Regions from separate parts of the Pan troglodytes genome. Here region 1 is linked to region 2. The links are chromatin contacts, called in public HiChIP or PLAC-seq maps. All regions are on one chromosome and are shown on one strand. The core of a region is the stretch at or near the end of the contact, and the rest is flanking DNA. Distances in the headings are between cores, read along the strand shown. Region 1 holds the start of FTL (ferritin light chain). Region 2 holds the start of HSD17B14 (hydroxysteroid 17-beta dehydrogenase 14).

Region 1 (7,214 bases), core at 1,620-4,119, 130 kb before region 2:
CAGCCAGTTGCAGATTAAAATGTGACAGGTGTGAAATGAGGCTCTGAAGGAAATTTGCCCAAAGGGAGCAGAGGCTTGAGGGGTATGGTTGGGTAGCCATGGATGCAGCGGGTACGTACATGGGGGTCCGTGTGGGCAGAACCCAGGGCATGAAGATCCAAAAGGGCCTGGTTCAGCTTTTTCTCCAGGGCCATGGCAGCTTTCATGGCGTCTGGGGTTTTACCCCACTCATCTTCAGCTGGCTTCTATACAGAAGGGAGAAATGGCTCAGAATACGCACACTCGGCACATAGAACTAAAACTACATTTCCCAAGAGTCGTTGGGGGTCAGAGGCCCAGGCCACAAAGACATGTGACAGCTTGTATTTATCACTCTCCGCACCCTGTCCTAGCTCTTACAGCTATACGTCCCTAAGACCATGCAGCGGTGTGGACTGCCGCGTCTTGTGGGCACTGCACGAGGTGCGCCTCTATTTCCAGCGGTTAAGAGGGCTCACAAGACCGAACTCAATCTCCCAGAAGCCCACGCGACACCTAAGCCCTCAAATCAAGGCTCCTCGCGCGCACGGCCTGCTGGGAGATGTAGTCCATTACCCACACACTAGTTACCTTGATGTCCTGGAAGAGAGCGCGGCCGCCACGCTGGTTTTGCATCTTCAGGAGACGCTCGTAGCCCTCGCGCTTCTCCTCGGCCAATTCGCGGAAGAAGTGGCTCACGCCTTCCAGAGCCACATCATCGCGGTCGAAATAGAAGCCCTACGGGAAGAGATGGAGGCAACAATGGTTAGCGGGGGGCGAGGCCAAGGGGACTCCGCCCTCTGTTTACCCGACCGCACAAAGAAGGCTGGCGCGTGCAGTGAGGGCCGGAGGTGCGCAGCTGGACGAAATTAGGGCCAGGGGCGTCCTGGGGACTCACCAGAGAGAGGTAGGTGTAGGAGGCCTGCAGGTACAAATTGACCAGGCTGTTGACGGCTGCCTCCACGTCGGTGGAATAATTCTGACGAATCTGGGAGCTCATGGTTGGTTGGCAAGAAGGAGCTAACCACAAAAACGGTGCTGGCAGGTCCCAGAAGCAGGAGATGGCCGAGAAGATGGTCCCGGAGGTTGCAAGTGGAGAGGAAATCGGAGGGCGGTCGGAGGCTGGAAGAGAGTCCCCGGATCTGTTCCGTCCAAACACTGTTGAAGCAAGAGACAGACCCGCGGGACCGCCGAACTGCGAGGGGACGTGGCTAGGGCGGCTTCTTTTATAGTGCGCTGGCCCTCGGAGGCAGGGCGCTCGGGGAGGGCTAGCGGCCAATCTGCGGTGGCAGGAGGCGGGGCCGAAGGCCGTGCCTGACCAATCCGGAGCACATAGGAGTCTCAGCCCCCCGCCCCAAAGCAAGGGGAAGTCACGCGCCTGTAGCGCCAGCGTGTTGTGAAATGGGGGCTTGGGGGGCTTGGGGGGGTTGGGGCCCTGGGGCTGATTCTGGAAATGCAGGGGTTCGTGGGCGGGAGGGTGGGGGCTGGGGTCCCTCTGGGAGGCTAGAGTTTTATGGGAGCACTAACAGCCCTGTGAACTGATGACCCTGGGGTCCTGGGGGTGCCTCCGGAAAGTAAGATTCTGGGGTTTCCGAGGGCATGGATTTTTCTGGAACCTTGAGTGGGGGGAGGGGCACCTCAAAGGTGCAGGGAGGACCTGTAGTTGCCTGAGGTTTGCGCTGCAAGATAAGGAGTCTCCGGATCCTTGGGAAGCTTGGAAGGCTGTGAGGTGTTATTTCTGGACCCCTGGAGATCTCTGGAAGATGGAGTGTTGCGGGGACTGGAGTCCTGGGATTTACAGAGGTGGGGGTTCACGATGCAAACTCTCTATATTTTGGAGCCCTCCCCGGGGAAATCTTTAGGTTCTTGAGGTGCTCTGCAAGTTGGAAAGGGCAGTTATTCTGGAGCCGTGGGTTTCACCCAGTGCGGGAAGCCCAGGGGGAGCATTGTATGAGGTAGGGTGACTTCTGGAACCCTGGACAGCCCTCTGGAACCCTCCAAAGATGGGCTGGGACTTTGGGGATACCTTGGAGCTCTTTCAGGGGCCCAGGCTTTTTCTGGGAGTGGAAATGGGGAGGAATGAAAAGTGTGTTTTGAGCTTTGCGGTGTCTCTGGGATTGCATTTCCTGGAGGCTGTTTTGGAGGCAACTCACAGACTTCGAGAATTCTCCGTGGCCCTGAACAGTGTCTCTGAAGTTGCCCTCGTGTCTTGCCTGACGTGTGCTCTTTCAGGCCCACAAAGAGAAGCCCTGCGTTGTGGACAAACAGTCTGGGGACCTATGGACGAGACGTCTGTCTTCGACTAATGCATATTTTTTAAGTGGGCCTGGTCCACGTTGATTTCTGGGAGACGGAGTCGGCGCAAACCTTGACTCTACTTAAGTGCCCTGATGGAGGCAGCCCGTGCGCTGGGCAGGGAGCTGAAGCCACTGGGGTGTGGGGTGAGGTCAGGCCCTGCCCTACAGAGGAGCTGCTTCGAACAGCCCAGGCGGGGCAGCCCCTGACCGAGGGGATCTGCAGATGCCCCGCCAGGCCGGTATCTGGGGTCCTTGTTGCAGGCAGCGACTGCTGAGTCATGCTGAGCTCAGCGCGGGAAGGGGCCCCCGCGGGGACGGATGGGGGTGGGGCCACTCGCTGACCTCATCCCCTTGGCACTCCCCGACTTTTTTGGTGGGACCCTCAGAACTAGACCTGGCTCAGACCCAAATCGGGCCCCCTACCCCAAGGTCCCCCCTTGTTGGAAGCCGGCTGTGTGCTTTGTCTCCGTGTCTTTTTGGTTCCCATAATTTTTTTTTTTCTGGGATCCTGCCTGTGGCCATATTGTCCCCTCACTCTGGGTGGTGGCTCAGTGTACACTCATTGATCCTCTGCCCCTCTCTCTCCCCTGACTTGGGGTCTCTGGGAAGAGTCCATGGAGGAGGGGCAGCCATCCAAAGCACCCCGTTGACTGTGGGGCCCGAGTTACTCATTTACCAAATGTCATACCTCAGCCCAGAGACCTTTGGTCGGCCGAGAGGGGCCTTGGGGCCCATAGGTGGAGGGAGAGGAGGGGCTGAGAGAGACAGGATCTGAAGACCATAGAGAATGTGGGGTGGGGAGACAGAGGCCCAGAGAAAAAGAGACTCAGACAGAGACCCTGAGAGAGAGGGGGACAGAGACCTGGGCAGGGGGACAGAGACCCAGAGAGAGGGAAAAACAGACCCGGAGACAGAGGGGTACAGAGACCCTGAGAGAGAGGGGAGGGGGACAGACCTAGAGAGAGGGGGACAGAGACCCAGAGGGAGGGGAAAAGAGACCCAGAGGGGGGGGGGGGGGACAGAGGTGGGGGGGGACAGAGGCAGGGAGGTACAGAGACACGGGGGTGGGGGGGATAGAGACTCAGAGGGATCCGGCGGGAGGGGACAGAAATCCAGAGTGGGGGACAGATATCCAGAGAGAGGTGGGGACAGAGATCCAGAGAAGGGGGGACAGAGACCCAGAGAGAGGGGGGACAGGGACTCAGAGAGAAGGGGACAGAGACTAGGGAGGACTGAGACCTGGGGTTGGGGGGACAGGGACCCGGGGGCGGGGGACAGGGACCCGGGGGCGGGGGACAGAGACCGGGGAGAGGGAAAGAGACCCAGAGAGAGGGGAGGTACAGAGACCCAAGAGAGAGTGACAGCCAGAGAGAGGACAGAGACCCAGAGAGAGGGGGACAGAAACTCAGGGTGGGGGGACAGACCCAGAGAGAGATGGGGGGCCAGAGATCCAGAGCGGGGGACAGAGACCCAGAGAGAGGGGGCCAGAGGTCTGGGTGCCAGGGGTGGAAAGAGGCCCAGAGAAAGAGGGCCAAAGGTGGGGTGGGAACAGAGGCTCGGAAAGCAAAGACCCAGAGAGAGAGTGGGGACAGAGACCCAGAGATGGGAGGGGGTAAAGACCCAGAGGGGGGCGCCAGAGACCCTGTGACTGAGAACCCACATCCTCTAGCCCCCTTGTCTTCGCTCCGCCTGTGTCTAAGGTCACTGGGCCTCTGAGCTCAGCACCTTCTTCCGGCAGTTCCTCTCCAGGGGGGCCCCACCCAGCTGTGGGGCCAGACCAGGTTCCTCCTCCTCTGCCCTGCCCTCCAGCCTCTCAGTCCCCAGCCAGGTCCCTTCCTCTCTGTCCTCAGCCCAGCTCAGGAGGCCTCTCCCGTGGGCCCTCGCCCTGGTGTCCTCAGCCTGCCACCCTCCAGCGACCTCACCACCAGGCTCCAGAGCCCTTCCTGCTCCTCTGGTCCTCCCATCCCTCCTCCCCCCACTCCCATTCTCCAGTTCAGTAAAGGTATGGCCTCCTGAGGTCCCACGTGTGACATGCCAGGCTGTGGTCCCCGGGCCCCGGAGGCTTGCTCTGCAGCCGGCCGTGCTGTTCTTCCCCTACCCACACGCCTGCTTGGGCCTCACAGGCCGCTGCCTCTGTCCCGCACAGATCATCCTGGGCTGCGACAGATGTACCACCTATCACCCTCCTTTCCCGTGAGCTCCCTTTTCCTTTCCCGTGAGCTCCCTTCTTTTCCTTTCCCGTGAGCTCCTGCAGGTCAGGCCCAGGACCAACTCATCCCTAACCCACAGACCCCATAGGGCACCCCAGAAAAAGATGTCAAGTGAGTGCAGAGAGCCCCACGTCCCTGAGTGGCCCAAGCAGGTATCTCTAGGCCAGCAGACGGCGGGCCCGGCGTGGGGCAGCGGACAGGGCCGGCTCTCCTGACGTGCCGGGGAGCGGGGCAGAGGCCCAGTGACTCAGATGCCGAAGTGTGTCCCGAAGGAGGTTTATTACCCCCTCAAGACCACTCTTCCCCACCCCCCCCAATAATTACAAAAGTAAGAAAAATGCCCATGTCCCCCAATCCCCACCCCTCCCAGAAAAATGCCATAATTTATGGAGGAAAAACACAGTCCAAGGCAGCTGGGGGCCTCAGCCCATCTTCTTCCAGATGGTGAGTGAGGCGGTGAGCACTCCCGCCACAAAGATGGTCACGGTCTGCCACGTGGGCGTCCCAAAGTAGGAGAGGAGGCCGTCCTGGAGACAGGGACATCAGTCGCTTCAGTGACTCGGCCAGGGGCAGCCCCTGGGCAGGCAGAGGCGGGATCAGGGACGGAGGAGGCCAGAAGGCAGGATTGCGGGCAGGGGACTGAGATGAATGGGCATTAAAGAGCTGGACTCAGGCCAGGCATGGTGGCTCACACCTGTAATCCCAGCACTTTGAGAGGCTGAGGCGGGAGGATCGCTTGAGGCCAGGAGTTCGAGACCAACCTGGGCAACATAGCGAGACCCCTTCTCAGTGGGAAAAAAAAAAAAAAAGGAAAGAGCTAGGGTCAGAGGGTCATCAATGAACTTGAGCAATTCCAGAGGCAGTGGAGGCTCCAGGGAGGGCAGAAGGCACTAATCAAGTCAAGGTCACAGTGAGGTCAGGGGTCACTGGGAGGTCAGCAGGGTAGATGAATCGGGGATTGATCAGACATGTAAGGAAAACGCATTATAGACCACATCTGATGATCTGAAGATGGGGAGAGGGCACCACTGTGACCTGCTCCAGAAGGCCCAGGGTCCCAGAGGAGTGGCGGGGGGGCAGGGACGGTGGGGCAGGGGCAGTGGTGAGGGCGCGGTGGTGGGGGTGAGGAGGCTTGAGGAGTCTCACCCAACCACCCTGGTCTTGGATCCAGCCCAACAGCCGCTCCCGGAGGAAGTCCAATGTCCAGCCCATGATGGTTCTGATCAGTTCCGGCACCTTGGTGCACAGGGCCTGTGGGGAGTGGAGTGGGCGTTAGGGACTGAACCTTGTCCCCACTGCCTGGAGATAGTGGCCCCAAACCTCCTTTCTCAATTCTTTGCCTCCCCTCAAAGATTTCTGCCACCCACAATTGAAGTCGGCTTCAAAAATTGTAAACATGGCCAGGTGCGGCGGCTCATGCCTGTAATCCCAGCATTTTGGGAGGCCAAGGCAGGCGGATCACTTGAGGTCGGGAGTTCAAGACCAGCCTGACCAATACAGAGTAATGCCATCTCTACTAAAAATACAAAATTAGCCGGGCGTGGTGGCACATGCCTGTAATCCCAGCTACTTGGGAGTCTGAGGCAGGAGAATTGCTTGAACCCGGGAGGCGGAGGTTGCAGTGAGCCGAGGTTGCGCCATTGCACTCCAGCCTGGGCAACAAGAGCAAAACTCCATCTCAAAATAAATAAATACAAAAATTAGCTGGGTGTGGTGGCAGGCACCTGTAATCCCAGCTCCTTGGGATGCTGAGGCAGGTGAATCGCTTGAACCCAGGAGGCAGAGGTTGCAGTGAGCCCAGATCACGCCATTTCACGCCAGCCTGGACAACAGAGCAAGAATCCGTCTCAAAAAATAAATAAATAAAAAAAATAAAATTGTAAACAAGATAATGTTACTCTCAACTGCCCCACCCCTGAGCCTTCTGTGGCTCCCCAGTACCCTCAGGATGAAGACCCGAAGGCACAGCGCAGCCCACAAGCCCTGTGTGCAGGCTTTGGCCTGACCTCACTCCACCTTTCCACTTCCTGTTTTGTGCCTCGCTGAGCTGCTTCCATTTTTTTTTTTTTTTTTTTTTTAAGATGGAGTCTTGCTCTGACACCCAGGATGGAGTGCAGTGGCGCAATCTCGGCTCACTGAAAGCTCTGCCTTCCGGGTTCAAGCAATTCTCCTGCCTCAGCCTCCCAAAGGGCTGGGATTACAGGTGCCTGCCAACATGCCTGGCTAATTTTTTTTTTTTTTTTTTTTTGAGATGGAGTTTTGATCTTGTTGCCCAGGCTGGAGTACAATAGCGCAGTCTCGGCTCATTGCAACCTCCGCCTCCCAGATTTAAGTGATCCTCCTGCCTGAGCCTCCTAAGCAGCTGGTATTACAGGCATCCGCCACCACACCGGGCTATTTTTTTTTTTTTTTGAATTTTTAGTGCAGACAAGGTTTCACCATGTTGGTCAGGCTGGTCTCAAACTCCTGGCCTTAGGTGATCCGCATGCCTCAGCCTCCCAAAGTGCCAGGATTACAGGTGTGAGCCACCATGCCCAGCCCCATTTTTTTTTTTTTTTTAACTTTTTAAATTCCCATCAAATTCTTCCTGCCTCGGGACTTCTTCATGTACTCCTGTTTCCGCCTAAACAGGCCTCGACCAAGCAAATTCTTACCCTTCAGCTCTCAGGGCAAATGTCACTTCCCCAGA
Region 2 (6,928 bases), core at 992-3,491:
GATCCTACTTCTGCATCAAGGAAATTGGGTGATAGTGACGCGCGAATGGACTACAAATCCCATAATGCATGTGGGCGGTATGAGGGCGGTGCCATGTTTAACATCTTTTAGAGACACGTGCTAGGAACTACAACTCCCAGAAAGGCACGTGCGGTACCCGGGTCCCCACTGTGCCAGCTGTTTATTTTTTATTTTTATTTTTATTTTTTACTTTTTTTTTTTTTTTGAGACGGAGTCTTGCTCTGTCTCCCAGGCTGGAGTGCAATGGCGTGATCTCAGTTCACTGCAACCTCTGCCTTCTGGGTTCAAATGATTCTCCTTCCTCAGCCTCCCTAGTAGCTGGAATTACAGGCACCCACCACCATGCCTGGCTAACTTTTTTGTATTTTTTGGTAGAGACTGGGTTTCACCATGTTGGCCAGGGTGGTCTCGAACTCCTGACCTCAAGTGATCTGCCCGCCTCGGCCTCCCAAGGTGCTGGGATTACAGGGATAAGCTGTCGCACCTGGCCTGCTTTTTTTTTTTTTAATTTTTCATTTTTGTTGGTACATACTAGGTATACATATATTTACGAGATAATTGAGATGTTTTGATACAGGCAGGCAATGTGAAATAAGCACATCATCGGGAATAGGGTATCCATCCCCTTTCAAGGATTTACCCTTTGATGTATAAACAATCTAGTTACACCCTTTAATTTATTTTAAAATGTACAATTAAATTATTATTGACTATAGTCATTCTGTTGTGCTATCTAATAGTAGGTCTTATTCATCCTTTTCTTTTTGTACCAATTAACCATCCCCCACCTCTCCCCCATGTACACACCCCCACCCCCAATCTTCTTTTTTTTTCTAGTCCAAGGAACACCACCCCTTACTTGCCGACTTCCGAAGGTCACCGGGAGCGGGTTCTCAGCCTCTCCCAAGCCCTGGCTACTGAGGCGTCGCAGTGGCACAGAATGATGACAGGTGACTGGCTGGGGATGTTGGACTTCTGGGTTTTAGGGAGGAGAGAGCTGGAGACCTGGAATCCCAGGTCCTGGAGAGGAGGGGTCTGGGGGCCGGTGGGAATTTTTTGTCTTGGTGAGTAAAGAGTTGGGCAGGGTTTGGGAGTTTTAGGTCTCAGGCAAGAGGTGACTGGGGTCCGGGACACTTGGGAGGAGGGGAGGAAGAGGTCAGGGGGCGGGGAGAGGGCCGACAACTGAGTCTCAAAGAGGACTGGACTGGGGTATCCAGACTCCTGGGTCTGAGGGAGGAGGGGCTGGGGGCCTGGACTCCTGGGTCTGAGGGAGGAGGGGCTGGGGGCCTGGACTCCTGGGTCTGAGGGAGGAGGGGCTGGGAATCCGGAGTCCTGGGTCTGAGGGAGGAGGGGCTGGGAATCCGGAGTCCTAGCGCTGAGGTTTGCCATTCTCATGTCCCACTCATCCTCTCCAGGTGGAAATTTGGACTCCCAGGGAGACCCTCTTCCCGGTGTGCCGCTGCCTCCTTCGGACCCCACGTGCCAGGAGACCCCTCCCCCCAGATCTCCCCCGGTGGCTAATTCGGGTTCCACGGGGTTCTCTCGCCGAGGGAGTGGGCGTGGAGGAGGTCCCACCCCCTGGGGGCCCGCGTGGGATGCCGGGATCGCCCCTCCGGTCCTGCCACAAGACGAGGGGGCATGGCCTCTGCGAGTCACTCTGCTACAGTCCAGCTTCTAATCCGCCCAAAAGCGGCAGCCAATCGGAGCGCGAGGACGTGGTCTGGAGGTACCGCCGGAGATCTGGGACCACTCAGGGCATCAGGGGGCGTGGTCTGGTCCCCATTGCGGGCCCGGGAGGGGAATGGTTTCTATGGCCAAAGTTTGGTTTTCTCAACACTGTCTAAATTTGGATTAAAACTTTGAACTTTTAGTCAATAGCTTTGTTTCTGTCTGTTTGGGGTTGTGGCACTGGGGTCTCTGAGGGGCAGAGCTGGAGTCGTGGACTCCTGGGTCCTGAGAGAGGAAGGGACAGGGGGCTTGGACTTATAGGTCTCTGGGAAGAAGGGATAGAGAACCTGATCCCGCGGTCTGAGAGTGGAGGGGGCTGGGCCAGGATTCCCGGGTCTGAGGGAGGAGGGGCTGGGACCCTGACTCCTGGGTCTGAGGGAGGAGGGGCTGGGAGGCTGGACTCCCGAGTCTGAGGGAGGAGGGGCTGGGAGGCTGGACTCCCGGGTCTGAGGGAGGAGGGGCTGGGAGGCTGGACTCCCGGGTCTGAGGGAGGAGGGGCTGGGAGGCTGGACTCCCGAGTCTGAGGGAGGAGGGGCTGGGGGCCTGGACTCCCGAGTCTGAGGGAGGAGGGACTGGGGCTTCTGGATTCCCGGGTCTGTGGGAGGAGGGACTGGGGCTCCTGGATTCCTGGGTCTGTGAGAAGAGAGGAGTGTCTGAGGGAGGAGGGGCTGGGGACAAACTTCCAGGTCTCTAGCCTTCCTGGCAACGCCCCCCGAGGCCGGACTTCCAGGATCCAGCCTCTATTGAGGATTTGATGCGACGGCCTCACGGGGCTTTGGAGGTGAAAGAGGCCCAGAGTAGAGAGAGAGAGAGACCGACGTACACGGGATGGCTACGGGAACGCGCTATGCCGGGAAGGTGGTGGTCGTGACCGGGGGCGGGCGCGGCATCGGAGCTGGGATCGTGCGCGCCTTCGGTGAGCCGGGTCTGACTGCTGGGAGCTGTGGAGTGTGAGAAAGGAAGGATGGGGGCGGGGTGATGGGGGCGGAAAATAGGGACTCCAGTACTGCAGCCAGGATTCTGATATTATAAAAGCCAATTTGCCGGCTAAAGTAAGCGTGTGGCGCTGTAGGCTAGGGCTGAGTCTGACAGGGTCTCCGAAGGCAGTGGCCCCTTTCTCTGGGTCTGTTGGTGTAGCTACAAAACCAGTGGTTTGAGGAATGGCTCTGTCAGTCGTGGAGTTTGCTCTGGAAGCCACGAACGGGGGTTCAGGAGCCTCAGCAGAAACAAGGCAAGGAGAGTATGTGTCAAGGCGTCTGCCCTCTGTCCTATGGGTGATCATGAGACTGGGGTCACGAGGGGAGAGGGAGATCAGCCCCAATCCAGGTGGCCACAAGAGGGCGGCAGAGGCTTTAACCAAGGCTCGGAGAGTAACCTGTTCCCTTCCTATTCTCAGTGGACAGCGGGGCCCGAGTGGTTATCTGCGACAAGGATGGTGAGTGACGGTCCCTCAGCCCTCACCCTGGCCCTTCCTCCCTCAGACCCAGAGGTCCAGACCCCCAGCACCTCCTCCCTCAGACCCCGGAGTCCAGGCCCCCAGGCCCTACTTCCTCAGACCCAGGAGTCCAGACCTCAGCCCCTCCTCCCTCAGACCTAGGAGTCCAGGCCCCCAGCCCCTCTGCCCTCAGACCCAGGAGTCCAGGTCCCCAGCCCCTCCTCCCTCAGACCCAGAAGTCCAGGCTCCGGCACCTCCTCCCTCAGACCCAGGAATCCAAGTCCCCAACCCCTCCTCCTTCAGACCCAGGGGTCCAGGCTCCCAGCCCCTCTTCCCTCAGACCCAGGAGTCCAGGCTCTGGCACCTCCTCCCTCAGACCCAGGAGTCCAGGCCCCCAGGCCCTACTTTCTCAGACCCAGGAGTCCAGACCTCAGCCCCTCCTCCCTCAGACCCAGGAGTCCAGGCTCCCAGCCCCTCCTCCCTCAGACCCAGGAGTCCAGGCCCCCAGCACCTCCTCCCTCAGACCCAGGAGTCCAGGCCCCCAGCCCCTCCTCCCTCAGACCCAGGAGTCCAGGCCCCCAGCACCTCCTCCCTCAGACCCAGGAGTCCAGGCCCCCAGCCCCTCCTCCCTCAGACCCAGGAGTCCAGACTCCCAGCACCTCCTCCCTCAGACTCAGGAGTCCAGGCCCCCAGCGCCTCCTCCCTCAGACCCAGGAATCAAGTCCCCAACCCCTCCTCCCTCAGACCCAGGGGTCCAGGCCCCCAGCCCCTCCTCCCTCAGACCCAGGAGTCCAGGCTCCCAGCCCTTCCTCCCTCAGACCCAGGAGTCCAGGCCCCCAGCCCCTCCTCCCTCAGACCCAGGAGTCCAGGCTCCCAGCCCTTCCTCCCTCAGACCCAGGAGTCCAGGCCCCCAGGCCCTACTTCCTTGGACCCAGGAGTCCAGACCTCAGCCCCTCCTCCCTCAGACACAGGAGTCCAGGCCCCCAGCCCCTCCTCCCTCAGACCCAGGAGTCCAGGCTCCCAGCCCCTCCTCCCTCAGACCCAGGAGTCCAGGCTCCCAGCCCCTCCTCCCTCAGACCCAGGAGTCCAGGCTCCCAGCCCTTCCTCCCTCAGACCCAGGAGTCCAGGCCCCCAGGCCCTACTTCCTCAGACCCAGGAGTCCAGACCTCAGCCCCTCCTCCCTCAGACCCAGGAGTCCAGGCCCCCAGCACCTCCTCCCTCAGACCCAGGAATCCAAGTCCCCAACCCCTCCTCCCTCAGACCCAGGGGTCCAGGCTCCCAGCTCTTCTCTCCCTGCAGAGTCTGGGGGCCGGGCCCTGGAGCAGGAGCTCCCTGGAGCTGTCTTTATCCTCTGTGATGTGACTCAGGAAGATGATGTGAAGGTAAGCCGAGTTCCTGTTCCTACCCCCATCTCCGCTAATGACCAGTTCTTTGTTCTCCTCCAGCCATTTGCATATGCCTTTCCCTCTACTTTTCCTTCCTCTCCTGGCTCCGCTGGACTCGTCAAAGGTTTCCACCCAGTGTCACTCCACACACAAGGTCTTCTGTGACTGATGGGCAGGTCACATGTTCCTTCTGTCACACCTCTCCAAGGCTCTTAGCACATTTAACATGTGGATGGAAATGAATAAGTCCCTCAAAGTGGGTCAACTGGAACTGATTTTTCTGTCTCTTTTTTTTGTAAGTGTCACTGAGGCTGGAGTGCAGTGGTGTGATCTCGGCTCACTGCAACCTCAGCCTACCGGGTTCAAGCCATTCTCCTATCTCAGCCTCCCGAGTAGCTGGGATTACAGGTGTGCGCCACCATGCCCGGCTAATTTTTTTTTTTTTTTAAGAGAGTTTTGCTCCTGTTGCCCAGGCTGGAGTGCAATGGTGTGATCTCGGCTCACCGCAACCTCTGCCTCCCAGCTTCAAGTGATTCTCCTCTCTCAGCCTCCCGAGTAGCTGAGATTTCAGGCATGTGCCACCACACCTGGCTAATTTTGTATTTTTAGTAGAGACGGTGTTTCTCCATGTTGGTCAGGCTGGTCTCGAACTCCCAACCTCAGGTGATCCGCCCGCCTCAGCCTCCCAAAGTGCTGGGATTACAAGCATGAGCCACCGTGTCTGGCTAATTTTTGTAGTTTTAGTAGAGACAGGGTTTCACCATGTTGGCCAGGCTGGTCTTGAACTCCTGACCTCAGGTGATCCGCCCACCTCAGCCTCCCAAAGTGTTGGGATTACAGGTGTGAGCCACTGCACGTGGCCTGTAACTGATTTTTTCTCCATTATTTCTGGGTTCCTATTTCTTCCTTTTAATCAGTATCTCTCTGTTATCTGCCCCCCTTGGGCAACTGTCCCCTACGCTCTCTCTGAATCCTTGTCACCCCCCTGCCCCACCCCCTGACCCTGGGTGTGACGACTGCAGTGTGGCTCTGACCAGCCCCCTGTCTCCTTCCTGTCTCCTGCTTGCCTGCTGTGTCTGCTGATCTCGGAGTCCCCTCTTCCTCTAGCTCTTGTCCCCTGACCTGGGAGTTCAGCTTCCCCCTCCTGCCTTGCATTTGGGAGCCCTGTCTTCTTTATGGCTGGACACCCCATCTACTGCTCATTCAAAGGACATTTCCTGGGCTGGGCGTGGTACCTGTAATTCCAGCACTTTGGGAGGCTGAGGAGGGTGGATCACTTGAGCTCAGGAGTTTGAGACCAGCCTGGCCAACATAGTGAATCCCTGTCTCTACTAAAAAGTACAAAAATTAGCCGGGCATGGTGGCAGTCGCCTGTAATCCCAGCTACTTGGGAGGCTGAGGTAGGAGAGTTGCTTGAACGCAGGAGGCTGAAGTTGCAGTGAGCCAAGATCGTGCCAATGCACTCCAGCCTGAGTGACAAGAGGGAGACACCGTCTCCAAAAAAAAAAAACAAAGGACATTTCCTTTCTCCTCAGACCCTGGTTTCTGAGACCATCCGCCGATTTGGCCGCCTGGATTGTGTTGTCAACAACGCTGGCCACCGTGAGTTGTGAGACCCCAGGGCCATTTTCCACCTCCTGCCCCCCAACTCTGTTTCCTGTACCTCAGTTTCCCCACTCCCTGCCCCTGATTCCCTCATCCTGCCTCATACCTCTTTCTAGCCACTTGGACAGGAGAGTAAAGCAATGGAAGCCCCCCAGGCCTGTGCTGAAACTGTGGCCCTGTTCCATCCCTCCTGTGTGTCCCCAGGGCTGTGCCCTCACTTGGCCATGTCTCTCTTCTTTTCTTTTCTTTTTTCTTCTCTTCTCTTCTTTCTTTTCTTTTTTTTTCAGATGGAGTCGCACTCTGTCGTCCAGGCTGGAGTGCAGTGGTGTGATCTCAGCTCACTGCAACCTCTGCCTCTTGGGTTCAAGCGATTCTCCTGCCTCAGCCTCCCAAGTAGCTGGGATTACAGGCGCCCACCAGCACGCCAGGCTAATTTTTATATTTTTAGTAGAGATGGGGTTCATCATGTTAGCCAGGCTGGTCTTGAACTCCTGACCTCAGATGATCTGCCCACCTCGGCCTCCCCAAATGCTGGGATTACAGGCATGAGCCACTGCACCCGGCTTTTTTTTTTTTTTTTTTTTCTGAGATGGGGTCTCACTCTGTCGCCCAGGCTGGAGTGCAGTGGCTGGATCTAGGCTCACTGCAACCTACACCTCCCAGGTTCAAGCAATTCTCCTGCCTCAGCCTCCTGAGTAGCTGGGAATATAGGCACCCGCCACCACACCCAGCTAATTTTTGTATTTTTAGTAGA

Evidence for each region. HiChIP or PLAC-seq counts read pairs in DNA pulled down with a chosen protein or histone mark.
Region 1: an H3K4me3 HiChIP or PLAC-seq map of stem cell-derived excitatory neurons shows a contact between it and region 2, with 4 times the contacts expected there. The contact joins the promoter of FTL here to the promoter of HSD17B14 in region 2. A contact is called at or near these places in 1 of 7 Hi-C or Micro-C datasets (stem cell-derived neural progenitor cells) and 1 of 1 datasets of contacts at active chromatin or transcription factors (stem cell-derived excitatory neurons).

What each region holds. Positions count from the first base shown.
Region 1 is chr20:51,900,158-51,907,371 of NHGRI_mPanTro3-v2.0_pri, reverse strand. FTL (ferritin light chain) reads right to left here and starts at 2,869. Exons shown (of 4, transcript XM_063802058.1): 1 at 917-2,869; 2 at 610-756; 3 at 120-245. The coding sequence starts at 1,018. It overlaps BAX (BCL2 associated X, apoptosis regulator), which reads right to left. Exons shown (of 6, transcript XM_063802057.1): 5 at 5,672-5,776; 6 at 4,786-5,052. The coding sequence ends at 4,948.
Region 2 is chr20:51,771,906-51,778,833 of NHGRI_mPanTro3-v2.0_pri, reverse strand. It overlaps HSD17B14 (hydroxysteroid 17-beta dehydrogenase 14), which reads left to right and starts at 2,241. Exons shown (of 7, transcript XM_024351533.3): 1 at 2,241-2,665; 2 at 3,146-3,184; 3 at 4,484-4,566. The coding sequence starts at 2,578. It overlaps PLEKHA4 (pleckstrin homology domain containing A4), which reads left to right. Exons shown (of 18, transcript XM_063802045.1): 17 at 859-971; 18 at 1,437-1,896. The coding sequence ends at 942.